Linked DNA regions of Bombyx mori: region 2 is linked to region 1. Evidence: chromatin contacts called from public Hi-C data. All regions are on one chromosome and are shown on one strand. Each heading gives the region's core, a stretch centred on a gene start, on an enhancer-like site or on the middle of the called end of the contact. The rest is flanking DNA. Distances are from core to core; before and after follow the strand shown.

Region 1 (6,541 bases), core at 2,258-4,757:
GGTTTGATTTTTATTACACGATGTTATTCCTTCACTGTGGAAGTCAATCGTGAACAATTGTTAAGTACGTATTTCATTAGAAAAATTGGTACCCGCCTGCGGGATTCGAACACCGTTGCATCGCTATATACGAATGCACCGGACGTCTTGTCCTTTAGGCCACGACGACTTCAAAATGTAATGCCTTTTGAAAACAACCACATGTTGGTAATATCAGAAAATATATTTCTAAAATGTAGCTTTAAATCATTTATCTTGAAAAAATCATTTATAAAATGGAATGAGAATCCTGAGATAAAATGTGAAGTAATTAATTTAAAAATTTAATTAATATAACGTGAATGACACTTTACCTCAAGCAAATTCCGAACATCCCATTTCTCACGCACCATATTATAATGAGCCTCTCCTCCTCGGACTCGTGTAGGTTCAGAATGTACCAATATCTTTTTAATTACAAACCCCATGCCTTTAAATCCATCCATATCCTAAAGACAATAAATTTGAAAATGTTGTGTTGAAATAAGTTGAGATTTGATGAGGAACAAAAACAGCATCAATTGAAAACTTACCTGCCTATCCTGCCACAGAGTATCATTATAAATTTTATGCACACGATCAATTAGACTTATCTGTAAAATATAAACTTGCATTGAGTAATTTACTAAAATTTTCTATCTAAAATTACACGTTTCATTTAGTATGTTACCAAATAACTAATGGTAGTTTTGGTGTTGCTAGCTCCCATTTCTTGAAAGAATCTATAGTCAGCCACAAGTAATAGGGGACATCTTGTTTTTGTTGGTGTATATTCATAATCACTCTGTCTCTTAGTCCTCTTTTTAGGACCATCATTACTTGTGTCAGCTTCATTAGCTGGATGGTATGAGTTTGTTTGGTCCAAATACTTTTCTTTTTCAAGCTGTTCATGCTTCAATTCGATATCATATTCTTCTTGTACATCATCACTGTCGTCTTCCAATTCTGAATAAAATAAAATATTATAATTTTTATTTATTCTGTAGAGCAGCCAACATATCAATAGTGTAACTGGTGTCGACTAAGACATAAAAGTATCATGGAAGTAATAAAAAAGCCTTGACATGGATCTACCTATTAATTTTAAACTAAAGGTTAAATTTACAATTACATTGGAAATATAACTGATCAAACTTCAAAGGAATTTACCATCACTTTATGTCACAAACAGACAGAATAGTTGTGTTCAATAATATAAGCTAGTAACATTTCAAAATACTAGTATTCAGTTAAAATTAGATGGATAGGTTCTTTTTTATAGTGAAAAAATTGTTGTGATTGGATTTTAGGAAAAAAACAGGCAACTCTATGGCGTAGAAGTAATTTCTTTATATGAGAGTATACATAGACTTTACTTTGCAAGAAATGATCACGTGATAAAACTAACAATGACTACAATTTTTTTACCTTTTCCCTCTTTAACATAACCACAAACCCGTGGTTTGTTGGGAATTGCATCACCAGCCCAACTGTACCGAATATCAGAAGAACGATAAGTGATCATGCTCTTCCCATCTAAATCAGGCAGATGTCGCCAGGACGGCTAAAATTAAAAAGTTTAACATGAAATAAGCCATTATATTGAAAGGTTATTTACTGAAAATTCTTATGCAATCTCTAAACTTAAGACACTTAAGTTATGTAGTAGTAAGTATATGTACGGTAGGCAGCGGCTTGGCTCTGCCCCTGGCATTGCTGAAGTCCATGGGCGACGGTAACCACTCACCATCAAGTGGGCCGTATGTTCGTCTTACGACAAGGGCAATAAAAAATATATATAGTTGTAGGATTTAATTATTTAATTATTACTAACATTTCTAATTATTGTAAAACATTTCTGAACGAGTGAAAGATTCTGAACGCATGATGTGTGAAAGGGACGGATGTAGCTCTAGTTCGCTCTCTCGCACGACGCCGCCATTAGGAGTAAGACGTGTTCAAAGTGCTCTCTAAGAATTAAATAAAAAGTATTGTGAAACCCTAGAAAAGAGTGATTTCATTTAGACCCACACCCACATAGATATCTGATTTTTAGAGATATTTACCTCCACATGATATGTTTCATCAGGTGTATGTATGATTCCTGTCATTACACCATCTTCCATATGTAACTTAACATCTGATTTTGTTTCTCCAAATACTCTGCCAGTGAAGAAATTCTCACGATCTTAAAACAATTTTTTTGTTGTTAATAACTCATTATTAGTACTGAAGTAAATATTATAAGTCTTTTCTGCCATATCAAATATTCTTCAACAAAAATTTACTGTGATGGCAATAAGACCTACATTCATCATTATATGTTCAAAAGAAAATGTAGTGTGAACAGTATATCTATTTGTATGTTTATTATAATTATGTACTAGTAGGCAGCGGCTTGGCTCTGCCCTTGGCATTGCTGAAGTCCATGGGCGACGGTAACCACTCACCATCAGGTGGGCCGTATGCTCGTCTACCTACAAAGGCAATAAAAAAAAAATTATGTATACTTTAGTATGCTTACAAGGAAAAATCTTATTATATATTACAAAATTCTAAATTATATATTCAAAATATGATAAAATGATGTCACCAAAAAAATCACTAATTAAATGTATTTTCATTTGACTCTTGACTTACTTTGCATATGTTCATTTGCAAGTAGTATGTTATTAAATTAATAGTAATGAAATGTAACTTCATCATCATCATCATTTCAACCTGTCTACTGTCCACTGCTTCACATAGGTCTCTCCAATGCAGCTACTAACTTATAATTGTTTGAAACATGCACTTACCAACATGCACAGTAGTCTCTTTACCATCAGCATCAACAGAGTAGGCTTTAAAATTGGAATGCAAAACAGAACTCTGAGGGTGTAATATCAATCGAAAGTCTTTTCCCAAGGTCTTGAAGCGAACCTCCTTTATCGTATTATAGGGATGATTAGAAAGTTTTGCACCACGCTTGACAATACTATGGGACAAACTCGACGCGTGTATTGTCTCAAAATATTTCAAATTATGGTGTATAGAACCTTAAAAAAAATCAGAAATTAGTAACGTAAATGTTTATAAATTTTACGAAATTTCAACAATACTCACAATGTCCTAAAACAAACAAAATTGTTAATACAGGTAGTACGAATATCTTCATTGTTTTGTCGTATATTTTAAAGTTCTTTAAACATATGTCTGTAACAAAATAATAATGTATTTTTAATATAAAACTTCTCAATATTTGTATTATATCAATCACTGTAAAATATGTAAATAATTTTACTATTACTTTTATAATTTGTGATCTTAACTTAAATAGGTACCTATCGACTTACTTGGTAGATATAACCACAATATTTGTACAAATATTTTTTTATTCTTGAATTCAAAGTTTATTCTATTTTGTTTTCTTTTTTGAAGATTTTAAAGCATTTCACATTTTTTTAAGGAATTTTATGACTAGGTAACTAAGACCTTTAGGTCAAGTGTTACTTTAATTTTAATGAAAACCTTTTTATATGAAAAATCATATTAGGGGTTAAAGTATGAAAATGCCGATTTGTAGTTTGTACTGAAAAATTGAAATTCGTTCTTTTTTTTCATTTAACATTTATTGAATCAAAATATCAACTATTATTATCTATACATTGCTGCAATCTAGTAGGAAGGTCATTTATACCTTTGCGATAGAACTCTGGTGATCTAGGCCGTTTTCCAATTACAGCACAAGAGCGCATTATGCGGCATAATGCTCAACTAAGCTTCAGCATAATTCGGCATTCTGCGTCACTGAGTCGCATTATGCTCTGTAATTGGAAAACTACCATTAGGTAATGGTTAATTGAGCATTATGCCGCATAATGCGCTCTTGTGCTGTAATTGGAAAACGGCCCATGATTCTACAAACTGTGTGAAAGCATTTTGTACTGCCGCCTGGGAAGAAAACTTTTTAGTACGTAGAAAATTGTCCAAAACACGAAAACAAATGGTAGGTCTGGCGAATGGTTTCTAATTGCAGTTCCTGTAGAGCTAAAACGGTTTCTCGTGCTGTATGAGATCTCGCGTTATCATGGAACAATAATGGTGAAGATCGATTCATGAGTCGGGGCTATTTCACTGCAAGTTTTGCAATCAAGTTTTTGCAAGTTTTTGCCACGCACCATCCGGCTATGGAATGAGCTCCCCTCCAGGATGTTTCCCGAGCGCTATGACATGTCCTTCTTCAAAAGAGGCTTGTGGAGAGTTAGTTAAGCGGTAAGCAGCGGCTTGGCTCTGCCCCTGGCATTGCTGAAGTCCATGGGCGACGGTAACCACTTACCATCAAGTGGGCCGTATGCTCGTCTGCCTACAAGGGCAATAAAAAAAAAACATTGTTTGAAGTTCGGCACAGTAGACATCTGCAGTTATTGCTTAATCAAATCGGAGAAAGCTATGGTGAATAACACCATGCTGAAACCACCAAACAGTTACCGTTACCTTTTTATTGGTAAGCTTTGCTTTAGGACACTGTTGCGGTGTTTGATCTGGGGTCAGCCCAGGGCCGGACTTAAACTTAATGCCGCTCCCTGGGCACCGGAAAAAAATCCGCCCCAATACTGGAATTTTACCTAAATTTATAGGTTATATATTTTATTTTTCTAAATTAAGGTAACTAATTTATTACAGAAACTTTATCTTATGTTATATATTTCAAAAACATAAATAAATATTTGTTTTTTTGTAACAATTATAAATTTTGCACTAAGGGTGACTCATAATGATATTACATAAAAAAAACTAATTAAATTTCTTTAATTCCAGAAAACGGAAAAATCGATTATTATTTGAAATGTTCAAGGAAATAAATTGATTAAATCATTTTGATTATTATTTTTTACCAAAAGTGCCAGAATTATAATTCACAAATAATGGATGAATTGAATTTGTTGAATTATCAATTAAATAGAAAATTATTAATCAGTAGAATTAATTAATTATATTGAGCAATCTTGATAAGACTAAAAAAAATTTTGATATCTCTTTCAATTCAATGTCATTTACGTGGTTTGTTCTTCAACTCAAAATTTCCATTATGAAAAAATCGCACGGTGCGTTCATTAGCAGTCACCTCTCCAAACGCAACATTGATATTGCAGCGTTAGTTCCGTGTTGGAATGACTGGAATTGAATTTTCGAAGTATCCATCTTTCCTAGCTTTCTTAGTTTCTAAGCTAAATAAAAAAGACAACTGAAAGTCAATAATCGAATGTTGCACATTTTTTAAAAGAAGAAAGAACCTCGTACCATTTGAAAAAAAATTCAGTCAAAAATCTCAAACCATGAAACGAAATGAAAGTTTCACCAGGACAGGTGGGGCAGCAAAGGCTCAGCCAGGAGAGGTGGGATTTGCTAACAGCTGCCTCCGAAGGAGACCTAACAACTTCAGAGTAGCTGCTTTTCGAATGAATCTACTACCGGATGAGAATCGCGACCCGCCCCCTGATCACGTAAAAATTTGCGACAGCCACAATTTTGCAGATGTTGTGCAGACGCGTCGCGACCGATCGCAAAACGTCAAATTATTTCGTATCACGTACCGCGATTGTTCGCTTACCGCTTACTGCAGTTTTCTGTCATACAACTAGCGCCAGTCGCAATCGGGTAGCAATAATTGGCACTAAAAAGCCACATTACTTTTTTTTTTTTGCTGAACAAACCGGCAAATGAATTTATAAAAGCGCGTTACATATAAACATTTCAAAATGTTTAAGTGGAATTCACGTTTGAAACACCAAGTGAGAACTGCTAATTCTGTTCTTTTCGATGAAGCGTTACTAAAAATAAGTGATCTAATAATAATTTTTGCTTTATTTTGAATAATAGCTATAAAAATGTAATTGTGTCATGTCAAACACTGATAACATTTTTTTTTGTAATCGTTTGATAATTTGTAATCAGATAGTTGTTTACGTTACGAACCTATTTTAAAAAAGAATGGATCAAAATTATAGCCTAATTTATTAATTTCATTAACAATTAAGTAAGTACATAAGCTCACAACCCATCTAGTGTTAAGTGGTATAGACCTTACAACGTGAATGCCGCCCCCACCTTTAGAAACGAGGTCTGAGTTTCAACTGTATACCAAAACGGCTGCCCCATTCTTCAAATTGCAACGCATTACTGCTTCGCGGTAGAAATGGGCGGAATGGTGGTCTTGCGGGTTAATCAAACGCCCTACCACCAACGATTTCTTAAAGAATATTTGCTAATTTGATTTTAAATAAAAGATGAATGAATCCTTAATCATGGAAGTCTTCCATGTATATATGTCAAATACGTGTTTTATTGGATTTATTGATATCTGCCTGGGGGATTCTAACACTAGTTCAGTCGCATCTTTATTAGAAAGTCGGCCGTCTCTACTACACCGCTTAGGCCACGACGATTTCAAATTAAATAGTAAATTCTAGAATAAATGAATTAGTTTTATGGTTTTATCAATAATAACGTGTACAACAGATCCATCTTACGCCGACATGAG
Region 2 (6,436 bases), core at 1,513-4,012, 48 kb after region 1:
ACAGTGACGCGTGCTGTGGGATGGAATATTTAGAAAGGCAACGTGTCGTACACCGCGACCTGGCGGCGAGAAATGTGCTCATCTCGGCGGAAGGCACCGCCAAGGTATGTTTTAAAACTATATTTACACTTTATCTGTTCTAATATAAAATAGTCTAGAAATGTGTACATTTAATCGGTTTTTAAATCTTTATAAGGTAAAGAGAATATTTTCTCATTAAGTGGTTTTTAATCCACTAAATGCCTATATAGAGTGCTCCAATATTTTGGTCATATAGCAAGAAAACCCTCTGACAACCTGGAGAGACTCATAGTGACGGGTAAAGTGGATTGAAGACGATCCAGAGGTCAGAGCCGAAAAATATGGAGTGACCAAGTATCCGAGTGTCTGGACATGAGACTGAGCCAAGCACTTCACTGTGCCACTAACCGACAAAAGTGGCTACAGATTACAAAAAAAGTCACAGGCCGGCGCATCACGATGCTCAGCAATGAGCGATCGACTGAAGGAGGAGGAGGAGGAGGAGGAATCTCGACCTGAAGACAACATTTTTAGACACGTCTTTAAACAAATATTATTCTGAAAGAAATCACAGCTAAAATGTATTCTTCTGCATTTTTTCCATACATGTAATATTTGATTGTATAACAGGTGGCGGACTTCGGTCTGGCGCGAGCTGGTGCAGCGCTGGAGGATCCGGCGGAGGCGGCTCGGCTACAGGCCAAGTTGCCCATTAAATGGACAGCACCGGAGGCACTTAAATATAACGTCAGTATATAATTACAATTTTTATTAACTAATGGTACCCAGTCACGCTCTGTTGTGACTATCGCTTGACTATTGTCTGACAGAAACCTCTAGAATGTCAATAATATCTGTACCGAGCTTCATCAGAATCAGATGAATGGTTTACTTTTTACACTTTTTTGAGAATCTAATAGTTAGTGTGAATATTTAATATTTTCTCAACTATTTGCTAGTTTCTTCTCTCCCTTCAGTAATATTACTATCTCCATTTTTTTCGTACCTAAACCCACCTATCTTGAATGACTCATGCGTCACCCGTCCTGTCTAACATCTGTGCGTCTCAGCCCCACAGTATAAACCATGCCATTACACAGAGTGGCATGGTTTATACTTTGAATTTATACAGAGAACACAAGCAAACAATAAATCCACAAGTTAGCGATTCTTCTTTTTTTATTGTTAAGTTGTATAGACAAGCGTATCGCTCACCTGGTGTTAAGTAGTGGCCGGAGCCCATTGACATCAAACGTAACGTAAATTTAGCCACCCGTGCGGGGCCCACAAAACGTCCTGCCGCTATTAATTACGCAAATACGAAGTTTATTACGTGATGTTTTATTCATTACCGTGGAAGACCTTCGTGAACATTTGTTATGTACGTATTTCATCAGAAAAATTCGTCTGCCATCTACGGGATTCTAACGCCGGCAGAATCGCATCGTTTGATACGAATGCGCTGAGCGTCTTATCCTTTAGGCCACGATTACTTCCAAAACACCAAAATTTAATAAAAATGTACTTTTGTTGCAGAAATTCTCAAACAAGTCGGATATGTGGAGTTTTGGAATTTTATTATGGGAAATTTACTCGTTTGGAAGAGTACCTTATCCTAGAATTGTAAGTTATTACTTTATTTTAATGGTGTACACTGTACAATGACCCTACGTGTTTATTAAATGATGTCTTTCTTCAAGGGAACTTTATAAATAGTAGACGGTAGGCAGTGGCTTGAGTGTTCCCCTAATATTGGTGATGTCCACGAGCCACGCTCAGCATAAACCACTAGGTTGACTCATCCTTTCAAAATAATAAAAAAGTATTTATACAGATCATTCTCAATTCAACTGATTAATAAGCTGACGCACGTCTATAATATTTATTTTATGCTCTATTGCTCACGGTGAGCCTTATGTCTGATTAACGTCAGTCGAAATACAGATACTTTTCTTAATATCGACGGATGACGGCTATCTACCTGAGTGGCCTAACTGGTGTAAAGTGGTTAAAGACCCACATACATTAAAATGTGAAAGTCGCCCATATTAAGATGACATGCTATCGAAATCTCAATTATCTCAAAAGTGGTGGAATTTGTAGAAATCAATTAAAGTCGACAGTCAAATAAAAATAATTCAGCTTAAATACAATTTTATTTTTATATTATTATAAACTAGCGACCCGCCCTCGCTTCGCTTCGGAAACATTAAATTTTATTATTGATAGGCGAGTCCCTCCATCTTACGCGCGGTACGACAATAACTGCAGGGGACGCCGCGGGGCGAAGCTAGTCTAAAAAAAGTAGCCGAGGATATAACCTATTAGTGAAAGTCTCATCAAAATCGGTCTAGCCGTTCCAGAGATTAGCCGAAACAAACAGACAGACAAAATTTGTAAAAAATGTTATTTTGGTGTATGTACCGATATATTCATATGCATTTAGTAAAAAGCGGTTATTTCAATATTACAAACAGACACTCTAATTTTATTTATATGTATAGATTTTGTTCTGTGTCGCATATAAATATTTTTTCACGGCAGTTAAATCTTTGTTGTATTTTTTTTTTAAAAAGATTGTAAAATCAGCTTGAATACTTTGTGTGTTGTGCAGCCGCTGGCGGAGGTGGTGCGGCACGTGGAGCGCGGCTACCGCATGGAGGCGCCGGAGGGGTGTCCGCCCGGCCCCTACGAGCTCATGCGCGCCGCCTGGCACGCCGACCCCGCCTCGCGACCCACCTTCCTGCACATGCGCCGCAACCTCGCCGACATACGCGACCACACGCCCGCGCAGGTACGCCCTAGCCTCCCCTACCGATGACTTGCGGCGATATCCTGGGAAACATTGTATGCGGAAGGCGGAGGATCGTTCATTGTAGCAGACTATGGGAGAGGCCTACATCCAGCAGTGAAGAGATACAGGCTGATGATGATGATGATTCGCTGGTAGCCTAAGAGGGTATTCCAGCTACACCCGGACGTGTAGGTGAACTCAGGAGTTCAACCTGAGAGCTTACTAACAGTAGCCCTAGCAGTAGTGCTTAGCAGAATCTACCACAGGGTCGGAATCACGACCCACTGAGAAGATTCGGCGAGAAACTCAGTGGGCTGTGTCTATGGGTTAGTTCGCTTGTCAAACTCATCATAGTAATCGACGAGTTCGACGAGAACGGTGACCGGTGCTTGAGAGGCCTAAAACACCGAGAGTGATTTTTTTTTTATTGCTTTTGTAGACAGGCGAGCGTACGGCCCACCTGATGGTAAGTGATCACCGTCGCTCATGGACGTCAGTAATGCCGGGGGCAAAGCCAAGTCGCTGCCTACCAAATATTATTATATATTATTTTATTATATGGAATCCGGGGATCCGATAAGACGTTTTGGGCGACGTCGGCTTTTCGTTGCCCCGTCGCGGTCGGATAAGGGGTACGCCCTACACTTCCCTAGATCATTCGTGACATCATCCAAGTTTTTTTTTTCTTAGATGTGTGGACGAGCTCACAGCCCACCTGATGTTAAGTGGTTACTGGAGACCATAAACATCTACAACGTAAATGCGCCACCCACCTTGAGATATAAGTTCTCTAAGGTCTCAAGATAGTTACAACGGCTGCACCGCCTTTCAAACCGAAACGCATTACTGCTTCACGGCTGAAATAGGCGGGGTGATGGTACCTAACCGTGCGGACTCACAGGAGGTTCTACCACCAGTGCACCGGCTCCTGCTGGCGACACTGCGCGGAGTAGAACAGTATTTTGTGTACTATTATATTTTACTTCAATAAAATTGTTGGTACTTGATTATTACTGTGGTTAGAATGCTCTTTTTTAATTTGATTAGCTCATCATAAGGGGGTCTTTATCCGATGCCAGGTTATTGTTACCTTCCGGGACACCCTGTATAATATGTTCTATTTATCTTGTTTCAAAAAATATTTCGTTCTGTTTCAGTGAAGGACGCTCAACTTGTGGGGAACGGAACTACTTAAAATATAAAGAAAAATTACCTGTAATTTCTAACACATTGATATTTTTTTCAAATCGTGTTCTACATGTGAAAAATTGTAAGTACTAAATTATTTTACTAAAGCGCCCTGTCTCCTAAGGGGCTTTAGTTAGGGTAATATAATAATAATAATAATGGGTGTGTTCTATGGTTTAAGGATGAATGTTTAAAATAAATGTCAGTTATCTTTAAAGGAGTTTTTTAGTGGTGGTCCTGATTATTGTGCTTTTAAAATATATGATCTACACAGATTTCTAAACTATGCGACATAAAGCGCGCCCTATTGATTTAGTTGAAAACTAATTGTTACAGATAAACATAACAAAATACATAACTATATTCATAGTCGTTACCCGCTAATCTTGTGAGTTCAAAAACGAGGCTATTCCACTAAGAGCTCTAAATCTGTGTATTTAAGGCCTAAAATAACCTATATTAATACTATTTTTTCATGAAAATTCCACCCAATAGTGGCCATAAGGTCGTATCGCTTGTCGGTACTATGGTACTGTCTAGTCAATGTATTGTTTGTAATATTGTTTGTATCATAGTAGCATATAAATTTATAAGGTGACTGAATTACGCAGAAATGGTAAATATTGCACATTACAGCACGAACTTCGTTTATAAGGCTGAGGATGACTCTTGATATGAATTAAAATATAATCAGTGTGTCCTAAAATCCTTTATTTTTTTAATTACCTGGGTTGTGAATAAACAGCTTAAAAGTATGCCCTCGAATTAAAGCATGGATTATTGTATACTCAAAATAACAATGTATTTTTCATACTTAACTCAATTTCAAAATATTTCCTATTTATTTTACATAAAACCTGCTATTTCAATATCTAGAATGATATTTAAATATTGTAATGAATAAAAAATATATTTTCAATTGAGTGTTTGTCAGACATAAATATAATAATAGAACACAAAATCCGTGCATTTTACTAAATATAAAGAATTATGTAATTTTAATTATAATAATATGAGAAATTGGTTTTTGCACGACGTGCTAAAAGATAAGTGCTAGAAGTAAGGTGCATTAGGATACATAAAGCTTAGTGATGGTTGTGTGGTAGTAAAATTCAGGAATATATTGCAAATTACGATATTATATAAAGTGAATTAAATATCGTAGTTTTAAGGTGATTAAAGTTTACTATTTTAAATTTGATTGTTTAACCGATTTTGTATCAAAAAATACAGTGCAAGAGATGATATAGTTTTAAACTGAAGCAACACTTGTGGTAAAGTAATGCAATTCCTGTACGACAGTCTTACTATAAAATTTATCTTGAATCTCACAAAGTTGTGTCAAAGTCCAAATGTAGTGTTAATTAAACTTGTTTTATTATTGTCTTTACTATTTATATGTACATAATTTTTTTTGATTAAATTTTATAATATTGAATTTAACTTTCTTTTACTAGGGCAACACGCATTTTTATGAAAATGAGACTTTGTTTAAAGACTACATTGTTATGGGGGGAAAGTCCGTTCATATTCTTATGCAATACTAGGTATAAGTGTTAAATTGTTTTTACGAAATATTTGTGATGTCGATTGTATTCATATGCTTCAAGATACCAATAGTATTCAGATATGTTATGTCAGTTGATATCTATTCCAATATACTTTTTTTTCCTTTAACTATAGTATATCACTTTGTAAAAAATACCTACAAACAGAATATTTTATCACGAAAATATTTTAAAAAAATCCAAAAGTATAGTTTTGTTAACTCGATGTACCTACTGTAAATACACAAATATTTGTAATAATAAAGAATAAACTGTACTATAACAAAATATAAAATATTCACTAAAATAACAGTTTTTTATTGAATTTTATTCGGTTTCACTATTGCAGTTGCAGCTTTGGGAACTGTCACTAGTCGTATCATATGATTTAGAGGGAGCCCGTCCCTTGTAGCGGCGTTTCGGACACGTCTTTTCGTTTTTAGTTTTCTTAATAGAAGTACTTTTGTTTTTAGGCTTAGTTGGCGTTTGACTTCCGACAGCGGCTTGTTCAGAATATGTTGAGGCCGATCTTTCAGCTATGTCAGACTTGTTACATTCACAAATAACGTTTCTTTTAATAACGGTCAATGAAGAGGGCTCATTAGTTTCATTCTTATGAGTTTTTGCTGCAGGTTTCGAAACTGTCTCATCAATAGACATAGCACTTGCGTCATCACGACAATTACAATTTAATTTTGTTCTTTTGACTCCACAGTTACAAACAATCTCGTAATGACATACATTGTTGGTTAAACTTGGCATTTCCACTTGAACTGCTGCACTGCCTTTGCTTAATCCACTTGGAAACCAATTGTATTGACGTATCGACGGATAAAAATAATGTAAATCAGTCGTTGACGTCCAACGATCATTGTGAAACTGCAAA

What was found. A called contact is a pair of places that touch in the nucleus more often than the background predicts.
Region 2: a contact with region 1 is called in a Hi-C map of midgut, with 1.8 times the contacts expected there. The contact joins the enhancer-like site here to the promoter of LOC101742406 in region 1. A contact is called at or near these places in 4 of 7 Hi-C or Micro-C datasets (midgut, posterior silk gland and whole pupa).

Annotation. Positions count from the first base shown.
Region 1 is chr21:9,144,261-9,150,801 of ASM3026992v2, forward strand. It overlaps LOC101742406 (ADAM 17-like protease), which reads right to left and starts at 3,508. Exons shown (of 18, transcript XM_012693339.4): 1 at 3,354-3,508; 2 at 3,124-3,213; 3 at 2,817-3,056; 4 at 2,085-2,206; 5 at 1,447-1,582; 6 at 710-984; 7 at 573-632; 8 at 354-488. The coding sequence starts at 3,175. It overlaps LOC134200863 (a long non-coding RNA gene), which reads left to right and starts at 5,065. Exons shown (of 2, transcript XR_009975954.1): 1 at 5,065-6,541.
Region 2 is chr21:9,192,554-9,198,989 of ASM3026992v2, forward strand. It overlaps LOC101739746 (tyrosine-protein kinase CSK), which reads left to right. Exons shown (of 17, transcript XM_062674724.1): 13 at 5-104; 14 at 652-768; 15 at 1,558-1,644; 16 at 2,636-2,815; 17 at 3,973-5,860. The coding sequence ends at 3,975. It overlaps LOC101739884 (DET1 homolog), which reads right to left. Exons shown (of 9, transcript XM_062674729.1): 9 at 5,848-6,429. Among protein-coding and RNA genes, the nearest start is that of LOC101739884, 11 kb to the right of the region's middle. Within about 2 kb of position 2,763, at least 3 of the 8 cell types and tissues checked have open chromatin away from gene starts, as enhancers often do.